2 separate regions of the Mus musculus genome follow, and region 2 is linked to region 1. A link is a contact called in public Hi-C data. All regions are on one chromosome and are shown on one strand. The core of a region is the stretch at or near the end of the contact, and the rest is flanking DNA. Distances in the headings are between cores, read along the strand shown.

Evidence for each region. Hi-C and Micro-C count contacts between places; a contact is called where the count stands out from the background.
Region 2: a contact with region 1 is called in a Hi-C map of cortical neurons, with 1.8 times the contacts expected there. The contact joins two enhancer-like sites. A contact is called at or near these places in 4 of 15 datasets of contacts at CTCF or cohesin (embryonic stem cells, large pre-B cells and pro-B cells), 63 of 484 Hi-C or Micro-C datasets (the 3T3-L1 cell line, the AtT-20 cell line, the C10 cell line and 33 more), 14 of 115 datasets of contacts at active chromatin or transcription factors (Th17 cells, cardiomyocytes, embryonic stem cells and 6 more) and 4 of 9 other capture datasets (adipose tissue, embryonic stem cells, liver and 1 more).

What each region holds. Positions count from the first base shown.
Region 1 is chr6:71,588,059-71,594,968 of GRCm38.p6, reverse strand. Kdm3a (lysine (K)-specific demethylase 3A) reads left to right here. Exons shown (of 27, transcript NM_001038695.3): 21 at 353-446; 22 at 964-1,094; 23 at 2,777-2,896; 24 at 2,975-3,114; 25 at 4,135-4,311; 26 at 4,397-4,531; 27 at 5,254-5,999. The coding sequence ends at 5,334. Among named protein-coding and RNA genes, the nearest start is that of Kdm3a, 41 kb to the left of the region's middle. Within about 2 kb of position 3,623, at least 15 of the 459 cell types and tissues checked have an H3K27ac peak or open chromatin away from gene starts, as enhancers often do. A contact at or near this core is called in cortical neurons, where this site is marked.
Region 2 is chr6:71,800,921-71,807,830 of GRCm38.p6, reverse strand. Reep1 (receptor accessory protein 1) reads right to left here. Exons shown (of 7, transcript NM_178608.4): 7 at 1-40. The coding sequence ends at 30. Among named protein-coding and RNA genes, the nearest start is that of Mrpl35, 19 kb to the left of the region's middle. Within about 2 kb of position 3,565, at least 53 of the 459 cell types and tissues checked have an H3K27ac peak or open chromatin away from gene starts, as enhancers often do. A contact at or near this core is called in cortical neurons, where this site is marked.

The DNA of each region.
Region 1 (6,910 bases), core at 2,374-4,873:
TGGCAATTGGCAGAAATAGTGAAGTAGTGTTTGTATGCCAAGTGAATTTTTTTGATTTTTGAAAAGGTTCAGATAAGCCAGGCGTGGTAGCGCACGCCTTTAATCCCAGCACGCGGAAGGCAGAGAGGCAGGCAGATTTCTGAGTTCAAGGCCAGCCTGGTCTACAAAGTGAGTTCCAGGACAGCCAGGGCTATACAGAGAAACCCTGTCTCAAAAAAACCGAAAAACAAAACAAAACAAGAAAAGGTTCAGATAAAATACTTTATTTGCAATATTAAGATATTAACTAACTTATCCTTTTTTGTTTCTGAATTATGAATAACAATTCCTTTATTCTGGTTAATCTCTCCAGACCGTTTGAAAAACGACAAAGAAAAAGAACCAATGGTGTTGAAACTTAAGGACTGGCCGCCAGGAGAAGACTTCAGAGACATGATGCCTTCCAGGTATGCTTTCAGATACAGATTGAGCGAACTCCATCCTTCACTTGGGGAATGCCAAGTTTCTCAGATAGCAGGAAAGTAGTTTTTAAGGAAGTATAAGACAGCTTCATGGTTTTACTGGTTCTGATGTTTTTATATTGTATGCACACCTTTAGGAGATAGGTACATTTCTAATGAGATGGAGAAAATAGTGACTTTAGATCTAGGTAGGAATGGTCTGCACATTTAATGTGGACGTGCCCTACCCTGAAGACTCTCAGGCTGGTTTTCAGACAGTCCTGGGATCAGACACACCCAGAGTAATGTGTCATCCCAGAGTCTAGTTCCTCTCATGAGATACTTTTCAGCTCTATAACCTGAAACATTCCAGATCATTTGAGCATACCTGTGTAGTTCTAAATATCAAGGCTAGCCATCTCTGTCTCAGATTTGGTCTTTTTTGTATAGAAGGTACAAATGTCCTAGTATACTAAAGTAGAAAGGAAGCTTGCTTTGCAAATTATTGGGTTTCTTGTTCTAGGTTTGATGATCTGATGGCCAACATTCCACTGCCTGAGTACACCAGGCGAGATGGCAAACTGAACCTGGCTTCCAGACTGCCAAACTACTTTGTACGGCCAGACCTGGGCCCCAAGATGTACAATGCTTATGGTAAGAAGGAAATAAAACATAGTGGAAATAAAACAAGATGTTTGGAAAAATGATTAGATAGAAAGCGGCTGGACACTGCTTTCGTTCTTGCACATTTCTCTATTTCTTGGTCACATGTGTGTGTGTTTTCATAATTGCAGTTTTAAGGCAGGTTACAATTTTATAGTTTTGTTTTCTACGCCTATAATTAATAGAACTTCATAATGTGTGGTCATTTCAGTCTAGGTGGATATCTAGGTCAGTTTTGCTATTGTTTCCCACTAATGTTATTGTGTGTGTGTGTGTGTGTGTGTGTGTGTGTGTTTTGCAGAAGTTATGATGCTATAGAAGAAATGAATATCTGAGAAGGTTTTGAGATCAGTTTCTGGCTTGGTTTAAGTATTTTAGCCAGAGGTAGAGCTGTGTGTCCTAGACACCAATATATGGCAGTGCTTGTAAAAGCTTTCCTTATGATTTGGGGTGGGGGTTGTTGTATATAATCTTGGTTCTATCTGAGTTGATGCTTCCTCAAGAGTTTAGAGTCTGGTTGTTTTAGCATAATAACCCATGCCAGTATGGGTAGGCTGTGTTAAGAGTCAGTTTATCCTTCTTTTGTTGTAACGCTCCATTTCACAGTGTTGTGCAGCCACAACAGCCTGCTGTCCCAGTTACTCTTTGGGCACTCTTCTTTGGAGCTTTACTCCCAGTCTCTTATATTTATGATTTTATCAATACATCATTGGGGGCTGGAGAGGTGGTTCAGTGATTAAGAGTATTGCTGCTCTTCCAGAGAACCTGGGTCAGTTCACAGCACCCTGATCAGCAGCTCTTACGCTAATAACTTCAGCTCTAGAGGGTCTCATAACCCCTGACTCCCGAGTATATGTACACATGTGACATACACTCAACACAGACCCAAAACACTAAAAAAAAAAAGATTTAAAGTATTTTTTGTTAATAGTCTGCTTTTATGTTTTAAGTAGACTGACTTTTCAGATACGCTTTCATGTGGCCGTATGTAACTTGTTTCATTCACCTTGGTTTTGACATGTTAATTCCTTTTTGTACTTGCATTTTGTACTTTTTTTTCCACCAGATAAATACCTTTTAAATTCATTGAAAGCTGCTATGTCTAGTACAGGTGCTCTTATGCTCACCATCCAGTGTAAACCACTGTCAGCTCTTTTATTATGATTGTCTATTCCATTGTCTTCCCTTTATATGTTCTTTTACCATTTTAAAGCACATCTCAAATTTCATTATTTGAACCAAATGCCCAAGGCTTTACCTATTTGTAGGGCTGTTATTTCAGCACATTGGAAACAAAGCAAAGTAGAGCTAGGTTTTAGGGTCCTAGGTGACACAAATGGAAACTACCATCCCTTAGTTTTAGCCCCTCTCAAATAGCATCCACCAAGCAAGCTAGAAGTGAAACCTTTCTCCAAACAGTACAGCCCCCTTTCTGAGGTTGCTGTGCTTCGTTTCCTACCCAGTACAAGAGGGAGAGTGCTGGTGTCAAGAGTGGCCACAGAGCAAGGTGAGCCTCCTCCTGTGGACACACTATGAACACGGAAGAGAATTCGGTGCAGTGGGCAGTGTTCCCTCCTGCCTGCAGGTCATTTTACCACTCTGATTTCTTGTATTCTTAGTTCTAAGCATCCTGGTATACTCAGGTTTTTTTCTTTCTTTCATTCATTTTTAAGGATTGATCACTCCAGAGGATCGGAAATATGGGACCACAAATCTTCACTTAGATGTATCTGATGCAGCCAATGTCATGGTTTATGTGGGAATTCCCAAAGGACAGTGTGAACAAGAAGAAGGTAGGATCTGAATATTGAAGCTGGGCTTACTGTCTAAGCCAGGATACACTGTTCACACTTGCTTTTTCTCTTATCTAGAAGTCCTTAGAACCATCCAAGATGGAGATTCTGATGAACTCACAATCAAGAGATTTATTGAAGGAAAAGAGAAGCCAGGAGCCCTTTGGCACATATATGCTGCTAAAGACACAGAGAAGATAAGAGAATTCCTTAAAAAGGTGAGTTGCTAATCTTGTGTCATGTGGGGGGAAGCATAAGAATAGCAATACTATAAATTCCCATACAGTGCAAATCCGTATCAATTGGATGGGCTGTCAGTAGTTGCTAAGAAACAAGGATTCTAAAAAAGGGGCGGCCTCGTCTTCTGTGTTTATTTTCAGTTTTAATGCACTTGGAGATTTTTGCTGCCTTGAGTTTGCCTGATCATCATATTATACCTTTTGTTGTTGTTAATACTGCCTTGAAAATAGGAGCATTTCACTAGTTCATGAATCAGTCCTTGGCCCCAAGGTCTCATGTTCTGAATAAATTGCTAAAGTCTCAATTGGTTTTGTTCTCATTTGGTGAGAGACTCACCTTAAGTGATTGTCATTTAAAGGACTAGCAGGAGCCGGGAGAACTCAGTTTCACTGTAGTTGCAGAAGTTATGTGGAAGTTCCCAGCTCTGGAAAGATAGAGCTGTCTCTCCTGAAACTTGTTCAGTGTTGAGGCTGCTGATTACAAACCAGGGATTTGTGACTAATACTCTGAAGTCATACCTGAGTCATAGGAACATTCCTAGCCCATTTGTGGTCCTGACACCAGGTAGGTTCTTTAATATCCAGTTGCTAAAAATCAGACTATTTGACTTCTGGTCACCATATTCCCTTAATGATGTCACTTTTTTTTTGTAGTATGGTTTTCCAGACACTGAATGTAGAAATCTTTGGGACTGTTTCATAAGTCAGACAGTAAATGCAAGACAAGTTGGTTCATGAGGAATCTGTTTACATTTAAAAAGAGGAGGACCTAAATATTGTCCAAGAGAGTACAGACTGTAGGAAGTGATAGCAGGAAGCACGGTTCTGTGTTTCTCTTGATTGCATTCTGTTAGTGAGCTTGAACACTATTTCTACCAGTGGGAACGCATAACTTGAAGACGGCCTGATGTTTATTGACTACTTGTATTTTGGGAAGGGAAAACACTCTTACTGGGTTTGACATTTGCTAAGTTGCATGCTATTTTTACTGTATTGTAGGTATCAGAGGAGCAGGGTCAAGACAACCCTGCAGACCATGACCCTATCCACGATCAGAGCTGGTATTTAGACCGATCGCTGAGAAAGCGCCTCTATCAAGAGTACGGCGTGCAAGGCTGGGCTATTGTACAGTTTCTTGGGGATGTGGTGTTTATCCCAGCAGGAGCGCCACATCAGGTCAGAACCTGTTACTAATTCCTGTTTATTGCCTTTCTGCTGTGATCTTGTGGACTTCTTACAGACGTGGCTTGATGTCTTCCAGGTTCATAACTTATACAGCTGTATCAAAGTGGCTGAAGACTTTGTGTCTCCAGAGCATGTTAAACACTGCTTCTGGCTTACTCAGGAATTCCGTTACTTGTCACAGACTCATACCAACCATGAAGATAAATTGCAGGTAAAAATAGCACCAGGTCCAGGCATTTGCTGCCTATGGCTCATGATTCAGTAGTGACCTTAGAGAGTCAGCCTATCTGGCCATGTCACCGTTGGGATAGCTTTCTACCTAGTCCTACCATGCGCGTGAGTGATAAAGCTACAAGGCCAGAGAAAGCCTCACCCTGGTCATTGCTTAGGCACTGAAAGTCCTTATCCCTGGCTTAGCCACAGCCAGTGTTCTGGAACACAGGACTTTGTACTGCAGTGCTTTTGCTACTTGTGGTTGAGCAGGATTGGAAGAACTGAACATTGGGATCAGATGGGGCTGTTGTTCAGAGACTTCGAGTAGTGGTGTGAATATGTGTGTGTGGCAGCTCACATTGCAATCCCAGCTTCACTAATCCAGAGTCTGAGGAGGGTTTGAAGGCCACCCCGAGCTATACAGCAACATCACAATTTAAACTAAATCAACAGTGAATTAATGCATATTGCTTCAGGTTTGAAAACTACAAGTCTGATAAAACACTGTATACTCATCCTTGGCCAAAACTGATTGTAAGTTCTTCAGAGAAGGATGGTGTAGGTATGGCATACTGGTCTCCAGGAGCCAGAGGCCCTCAAATTACATGTTGAGCATTAATTTAAGTTCTAAGAGAAGTTTGTGTATGTGGTGAAATTATTCTTGGTGAGAGATTTTAGGTTTTAATGAAACAAGTAATTTTTTTTCTTCTGTTGCTTTAGGTGAAAAATGTTATCTACCATGCAGTGAAAGATGCAGTTGCTATGCTGAAAGCCAGTGAATCCAGTTTGGGCAAACCTTAACTCTTCTCTGCACAATGGAGATGAATTATTGGCAGCTGATCAAACTCTTCAGGCAGGATTCCTGTGGACTTTGAGATTTCCTGTTACCTCATCTTCTTTTTTAAAGTACACCTGACTTGGGAGGGTACTGTCTCTAATGTATATTTCTAGTGTTTACAGACACTAAGTGTGTATATGTAGTAACTATTTACAGACCACGCATCCTTATACTGTGACTTCACCTAGATCTTCTACCAAGCTGAAGACCCTGCTGGCTCTGAAACAATCCTTGCAGTTACTCCCCAGCTGTTCGTCTGGACAGCTCATTCAAGTGGATTTTTAACTATTAGGGATCACTGCGAAGTTTCGTTGGATTTTATTTTATGTCCTTCAGAGCACCCTCCCCCACCCACTAGGGTCCAGAAGAGCAATGGAGGAAGTGACAGCTAATGGTGCAGTTCTAAATATATATTGCATAGGACTGGCATTATATAGCAGAAATAACTACTGTATAATTCTTGGGGTTAACCATCTTTAGTTAATGGAATTTTAATTTAAATGAAGCTTTGCTAATTTTAAGTGGTAAGCATTTTGCATTAAAATATTCCTATAATATTTTGTCGCTGTTCTTTGTCCTTTATTCTTTGTTTACTCTCTCGAAAATAAAAGGGCTAAACTATTGAATTAGATAATCATTTCTTAGTGACTAATACAGCGCTGATCTGTCCTGCTTTTGTTAAGAGCCATCACCAGTTTGAAAATGGGAACTAACCAAAACCCAAATAGTGACTGTTAACTGCTAGGGTTAGGACAGCTGCACCTAAAGTCCTCATCTCTGTGAAGGGACAGCATTGGTAAAGAAGGCTACCTTGTGGTCCCTCTCCTGGGCTGCAGAAGGAATTTGTTCATTAGTGCTAAGCAGACAAGGCCTAGAGTGTAGGTGTTAACCTTCCAAGTAATAATACATTTCTAAGTCTATCGAAACAGTTGGTGAATATTTCTTAAAAGCTCCTTTGTAGATTTGGATCTAGAAGCTACACTATTGCTTAGAAATCAGCTATGTCAGAACAGCAGCGTAGGGAAGCCACCTTCAAGCCTGCTGTCAAAGGTTCTCATACAGAATTACAAGAACTGTTACCCAGAGTTGAACTTACCTTAATGACAAAAGGCAAGAGCCAGCAAGAACTTTCACATCCTCATATATACCTGAAGTTAGATTATGAACTGATCTAGTTCTTACTCTGGAATCTCTAGTGTGTTCAAAGAAGAATGTAAGAAATGTGTCAAAGAAATTGTCAGAATGGCCATGTTTAGAAAAAATCTGCATGCAACTTAAAATGAAGCAGGATGGTTACAGTTAGAAATTCAATGTGAGAGGCAGCAAGAGGGCTCTGGTTACTTAAGTGTTTTTCCTCTAATGGGATTAGAGGAGGAGAGAAAGCCCCATACAGTTGTCCTCTGACTATTTCACATAAAAGTCACACATGTCCCATATCAGTTAAAATAATGAAGTATACAAGAATAAAGTTCTATGAATTACATCACGGGGGGGGGGGGACGGGACGGACGGGACTTTACATTGAATATTAGGAAACAA
Region 2 (6,910 bases), core at 2,316-4,815, 210 kb before region 1:
TTTTCTTCCTGAAGCGGGATCGTAGGGTTCTAGGCGGTGCCTGAGAGAGAAAGCAGAGAGAGGGGCTTGAGGGTGGAATCTTGGGGAACAGCGTCAGGTAGGGGTACTTGAGCCAGCTCCCTCTGTTGTTGGGTAGAGCTGGGTTCCCTACAACAGGAATCAGATTCTAGCGTTGCACCCTGTGAGGTGAGGCTGAGGCCCCCCGGGAAGGCCACTGCTCCTTCCTGAGGCTGAAGAGAAGGAAGGGCATACAGAATGGCATGGCTTCCTTGCTTCAGGGGACAGCTCCAGCCCTTGGCTGAGTTTTATAGTTCCTATGGGAACTTTTTTCTGGCGTGTGCTTTCACACAAACGTCCAGTCTCTGTTCTCTTTTACTCTCCAGCAAGCCACACCTGGAAGGCCACCACTACCTCATCTCCCTGAAGATGATTGCAGAGACCTTTTCTCTCAGAGGAGGCACAAACCACAGGAGGCATCACGATAGAAATGAAAGAAATGACATCCTCCCAGCATGTCACCGAATGGGGTTCACACCACTGTCCCCTCTGACTGGAAGCCCTATTCTTGTATATTTCTAGTCCCCTTGAGCACCAGCTTCAAAGTCTAGGAGACCCCTTGGCTCTGGCCTCTGCCTGACCACACACAGCCACTGTTGTCTCTTATAGTGGTTTGGTTGGTGGTCATTCATTTGAGACAAGGTTATTCTAAGTAACTCAGGGTGGCCATGAGATCATTTTGTATCCCAGGCTGGCCTCAAACTTGGGGTGATCCTCCTACTTCAGCCTTCCAAGTGTAGTGTTGACATTACAGATGTGCTCCACACAGGGCTGAGTGTTTCTCTGTTTCCCTCCCATACTGGAGTGTTGACCCCAGGGTTCATACATTGCTAAACAAGTACTCTATCCACAAGATACATACCTCCAGCTTCTTTTCCTCATAGTGCTTTGCATACACCCCACAGCAGACTTTGTACCCAAGCCCAGCTGTGGGATATCTCCCTTCCCTGCCCATCAGACTGAACTTCCTGAGGCCTGTCCCCCTTCTCCACCCACCATCTCCCGATGACTAGCTCCCTGCTCCCCCAGATGCCCCAGGCCATTGCCTCACTGGTAGGGAATGCTCATTGCTCACTACAGATGTTGCCTGAGACTGCAGCAATAAAATCCCCCCTTTTAGGCACCTGCCTCTTGGCCATTACAGTAAACAGGGGAGCTGTGTGCAAAGCTTTAAAACCACAGCTAGGTGTCATGATGCACACTTGTGATCCCAGTATTCGGGAAGTAGAGGCAGGAGCATTAGGTGTTCATGGCCAGCCTCTACTACAGAGAAAGGTGGAGGCCAGATTGGGCTATAAAATGAAACCCTGTCTCAAAAACAATAACAACAACAAAACAACAAACAAACAAAACAAGACTCTCTTGGGCTCTGGCATATTTAGAGATTGAGAGAGAACTCTCCCCATCATGAGGTTTCCCAGATCCTGAGGTCAGATAGGACTCACCCAGTACCCAGAACTAATCCACACTGACCGGTTGGAGACATAGCCCAGTGGTAGAATGTCTGTCTAGCATATGTGGGTGGCCCTGGCTTGATCCCAACACTGGAGAAGGGTTGGGGGGGGCAAGAATATATGAGAGAATATGAAATGATCCATCTTGTCCAGGAATGTGAGGAACTCCTCCATCTGAGGTGGTTGTAGCTTCCATCTCAGAGAGAACAGGGATGCTAGGAGCCTAGGCTTATGAAGGGGAATGTTTCTGAGCATCCTGTCTGATTCTCACCAGGGTCTCTAATTTTGTGTGTGACCGGAATCATGACTTTTTCACAATGGACCCGCAGGCCATCAGGTTTAGTAGATAAAGAACCAGAAAGGAATTGAGTGGCTTTTCCCTGAGCCTGTGACTAGTAACTCTCCACCTTTGTCACAGAACACGAGTCACAGGCATGGTCCTTCTGCTGCCAAAGCCCTGTCTATATCCATAATTGGCCACAGTGCTAAGTATATTGTTTCCTGATAACTAAAGAACTGGAGCTGGAGGAATAACTCACCTGGTGAGGCACTTACTGTCCTGGACTCCATGGGGTATGGACTCCATGGGGTAGCTGCACACACACACACACACACGCACGCACGCACGCACGCACGCACGCACGCACACATACACACACAGATCTTGGCAGGTAACTGGTGGTTTGTCCTACCTGTTTGGAGGGAAGTCGTTCTTTCCCCTAAGCACTCAGAAAGTGTTGGGTATCACAAGTAATGTCATTCTCAGGACCCCCAGATCTCTAGTGCAAACACATGTTCTAGCCCACACCCCCAGACACTATGTACCTCCAGGGGCAACTCGCTCCTCCTCGGTGCCTTATACTTGTACATGAACTCCAACAGGTCCTCCTCCTCCTCGTCAGAAAACGCCAGTGGGTTTCGGACCTGGTGGGGCTCCCATGACTTCACACCACCCTCATTCACATCTCCCTCAACCACTTAATGTCCATCTAACAAAGGAGACAAAGGACAGCGAGAAGGGGTCAGTGTGGAAGGGAGCAAGGATGGCAGGAAGGGTGATTAGGTACACAGCACAACAAACCTGTTAGGACAGCCAGGGCCCCCTATCTGAAGAAGCCGTACTGTCTTTAGGGGGGACTCAGGAAAGTGAAGGTATAAGTGGAAGCCTTAGCAGAGTGTACAGAATCAACTGCAGACTCAGAAGCCATTGAACAGCTCCCAGGAGGATAGAAGACACTTCCTTAACTCTGAGACTTGCCATGCCCTGTTCTTAGATCTGTGACTGGACAATGGAAGAGTGGACAACAGAAATAGCCTTCTCTGAAGACAAGAACTGTGCCTCCGAGGGGTGATGCTTTCTAACTCGTACACACAGGAGATGCTGACAGTGCAGTACCCTTGTCTATGCAGCACCAGGCATCCTGGAAGAGACAGTATGTAAAATGTAGGCCTAGAGACCTAATGGATGCAGATTTTTCATTTCAAAATACCTGGTGCTAGATAGAAGAGGACCCTCATAAAGATGCAAAATCTGAATGTATCTCCCACCCCACCCCCATGCGACAGCAAGATTCTTACTTCAGTGAAACTTGAATGAGCTATAGGCAAAGCTCCAGAATTAAGTTGGCCCATTGAATGCAGCCATGTCATTGAGCCAGAATGTCCTAGCTTAGGCAGAATGCAAATTACTTTCTGCTATACCCAGTTTATCTCGAATCCACGGACACATGGTTCTATTCTTGGTCTGTTATCTTCATCCAGAACATAGTTCTATTCTTGGTATGTTGTCTTCATCCAGAGTTACAGAAGATAGAGCTAGAGGGTCCACAACTCATCCGATTCCACCACTCTGACGTCTACATACAGACTCCTGAGCTCTTGTTGGGACACCCTGCTACTGCTTCTAAAATCCTATTCAGGCGCAGAACGGGCTAGTTGCTGTGTAACAGTAGTCCTTGTGGAATTAACTAAAAGCTGCAACTAAGAGTGTTTCGTGTTTCCAGTTTCCAGTGCTCCATAGCAGCCAGCAGAGGGCAGCATGAGCCCATAGCTGCTGTCAGCCGGCCTTATAGGGCTGAGCCGTGGGTGGAGAGCCATCTGCTCAGGCTGTGTGAGCCTTGTCAGCCTGACATCATAAATTTGCCTTGATTTTTTTTTCTTTCTTTCTTCACTTTGTGCCTCTCGCAGACTGTTTACTCCGAGTATAGTTGCTTTCTTGTCCTTCCCTGCCTAAATCAGCTTGTTGAACTTGAGAGCAGTAATGCCACCTTTCTTGAACACTCTGGTCTTCCAAAGTTGCCTGAGCCCCAGATAATGCCTAGAATCTATACCCTGCAGCTCCTGCCATATGCCCTGGTTCTCTTGTGGGCCACAGTGTCTCAGCAGAAAACATCCTGAGTTGTGGGGCTGTGGCTGCTCATCCCTTGTCCTCTGAGTGTCTGAGGAAGGCCTGGGCACTCAGCTGGTCCGGATCATCTAGTGATCTCAATGGAAGCCTGTTGTCATTTTAGACAGTTCAGCTCTGCTCCACACTGGAGCATGGCTCTCACTAACCAGGACATCCCTCTAGACACAGATTCCTCCTGTCTGGAAAGAAGAATAAGGTCCAGACCTAGTTAGGACCCAAGGCTCTCAGGCCAAAGTAAAAATGCAGAAGCATCCTGGCTAGCTCCACCCCTCAAAAACCTACATCTTCAGGATGAGTTCATCCTAGCTGAGTTTAGACCTCTGAACAGGTGTGTGCTGTTCCCTTAAATGAAGAGTTTTCCCCTGCCAGTTGTTATGATAACCCAGAGACACCGCAGGATCCTTGGGTATATAATTCCTCAGTCTGCCCACCAGAATGTCCTGAGGCTGAGCATCTAAACCACACACTAACCACAATGATAACCACCTCATAGGTGGGCATGCATGCCAGTACCCCTAACTCTGGGAAACGGAGGCAGAAATTTTCTTTGGGTTAGCCTGGGCCACAAAGTGAGTTCCAGGCTAGTCTCGGCTCCAGTGTGGAGACCCTGTCTCAGACACAAAAGCAAAATAAAACGAAGAAAGAAACAAAAATCAGGGCCCATCTCGGCACTGAAACTCTTAACAGGGCTTTGTGCATGCTTCCCACTGCAACCTTGAACAAGAAGCGTAGTTTGAAAAGAAGTAGTTCTGTGACTCCCAGGAGTGGCGATCATTACAGATATCTAGGCAGGAGTAGAAGCCTGGCCTGATCTGGGCAGAGGCTGGGAGCACAGGAGGCCAGTGTGGGTGGCTGGGAGACAGAAAGAGAGACACAGAACCCTGCCTAAAAACACCCCAATTGTTAGGATGGTCCTGTGTGTCTGCCAAGTGTGCTGTTGGTATTTACTATCTTTTTTTTTTTTTTTTAAGATTTATTTATTATCGTATCCAAGTAATCTGTAGCTGTCTTCAGACGCACCAAAAGAGGGCATCAGATCTCATTACGGATGGTTGTGAGCCACCATGTGGTTGCTGGGATTTGAACTCAGGATCTTTGGAAGAGCAGTCAGTGCTCTTAACCACTCTCTTAACCATCTCTCAAGCCCCGGTATTTACTGTCTTATCTTTACTTTTCTGAATGATGGAAATCAAATCCAGGCCATTGCACATGCCGGGCAGATGCTCTACCACTCAGCCAAGTCCCTAGTCCCTTGTTTGTATAATCTGCCTCACTCTTGGGATAGCCATGCCTCTGAGTGCCAATGCACCATGGACGCTGGTTAACTGTATTTCCCTCTTCAGGGTGTGAGGAATGACCAGGCAGCATGCATTTACAATTTTCTCCTGATCCTATCTTCCTTTCTTCTCACTTCCCACTTTCACTTTCTTACTTTGGCTCACTGTTTCTCACACACACACACACACACACACACATGCATGCACACATACAGATACACATATGCATACATACATTCATACATACGTGCATACACACATATACTTTTTGGAACAAGCAGCAGAGTAAATAAGAAATAAGTCACACTGGATTTGTCCACACTGAGGAGTGGTACTAATCTGATAATCAAGGACAAGTGACTGGGCAGGAAACTACAGAGTGTATCTGTAGATTTGCATAGACTTGTGATCTAATATGTCCTCTGCCCAATGGCTAAGACTCCAAGACCCTGAGAACTTGTGTGGATATATGCTCTCCCATAAGAGGTCCTCCCAACCCTTTAGCAAAGGTACCCCAAGCCTGGAGCTCACTGAACTGTCATGGTTGGGTCAAGGTCGATGGTTTCTACTTAAAGACAGGGGTCCCTGTTGTCTTCCACAATCGGGCACCTGCATGTGTTAGTGTCGGCTCAGCACTGGAGGATAGAAAGGAGGGGCTGGGTAGTCTCAGTCCTTTAAAGACCTGAACAGATCTGCCAGCCCTAGGCGCTGAGCCACCCACCCACAGTGCAGCACGACACCCAGGTTAGCATACATCCCACACGGCACACATTAGTGATGCAAGGCAGCAGATGTGCTGACGGGACATGCCTGTCTGAACACTTACATCCAGGATCCCAGCAGTCACCAAGGAGGAAGAAAAGAACAACCTGTTAGAGAAGGGGCTTTGGAACGAAACCCGCGTGTACTTAAATTTATGCCCTGCTGACTTGACTTTAAAAGGGCCCGATACACCTCTCTGACTGATGACAGGCAGCTCAGGGAGGAAGAGAGAAAAAAGGGGAGGAAAGGTGGTGGACAGGAAGATTCTCCAAAGAGACAGAACTATGCAGGAAACAGCAGGGAGCCGACTGACAATCAGAATGAAGCAGAGAGGGAGGGAGAGAACTTTCTAGTGTCTGGGAGGCATAGATTAGAACAGAACCTGACTAACAACTGCTGCGTGCTGGGCTCTGAACTCTAACGCTATGGCTGTTGCTGCCCTGTAAGGTGACTGTCAGCCCCCAAATTCCCAATTCTCCTTTCTCCACTATCTGAATTAAGACCTGGATTTGCAAATCCTTTAGAAAGTTCAGTCTCTAAGGATGACTAGAACCTTCCCATGTTCTGAACGGAACACCATCCATTCCACAGGACCCACCTCCACCCCCACCCCCAATCCTCTCAAAGCGCAGAAGCTTGAGAGTCAGCTTCCGCCCCTGCTGTGAGTCAAGCCCACTTGCCAGCACTTTCCAGTAGAGTGCCCTTCACTGGCAGAGAGCTAGAGGGACCACAGAAACACTAACCCATCCCTTCCACCTTACAGAAGGGAGAAGGAGACCCAGAAAGTGGAGAGTTGTCCCTAAGGACATAGAGGTTCCCACTGTGGAGGAATCATGGATTGGGTCCTTGCAAGGAGCTCTAGGGGGCAGGAAGAAGATTCCAGAGTAGTGGTTGGCAGCAGGACCTTAGGAGAGTAGGGAATGCAAAAGCCAAGGCTTGAGCCAAAGCTACCA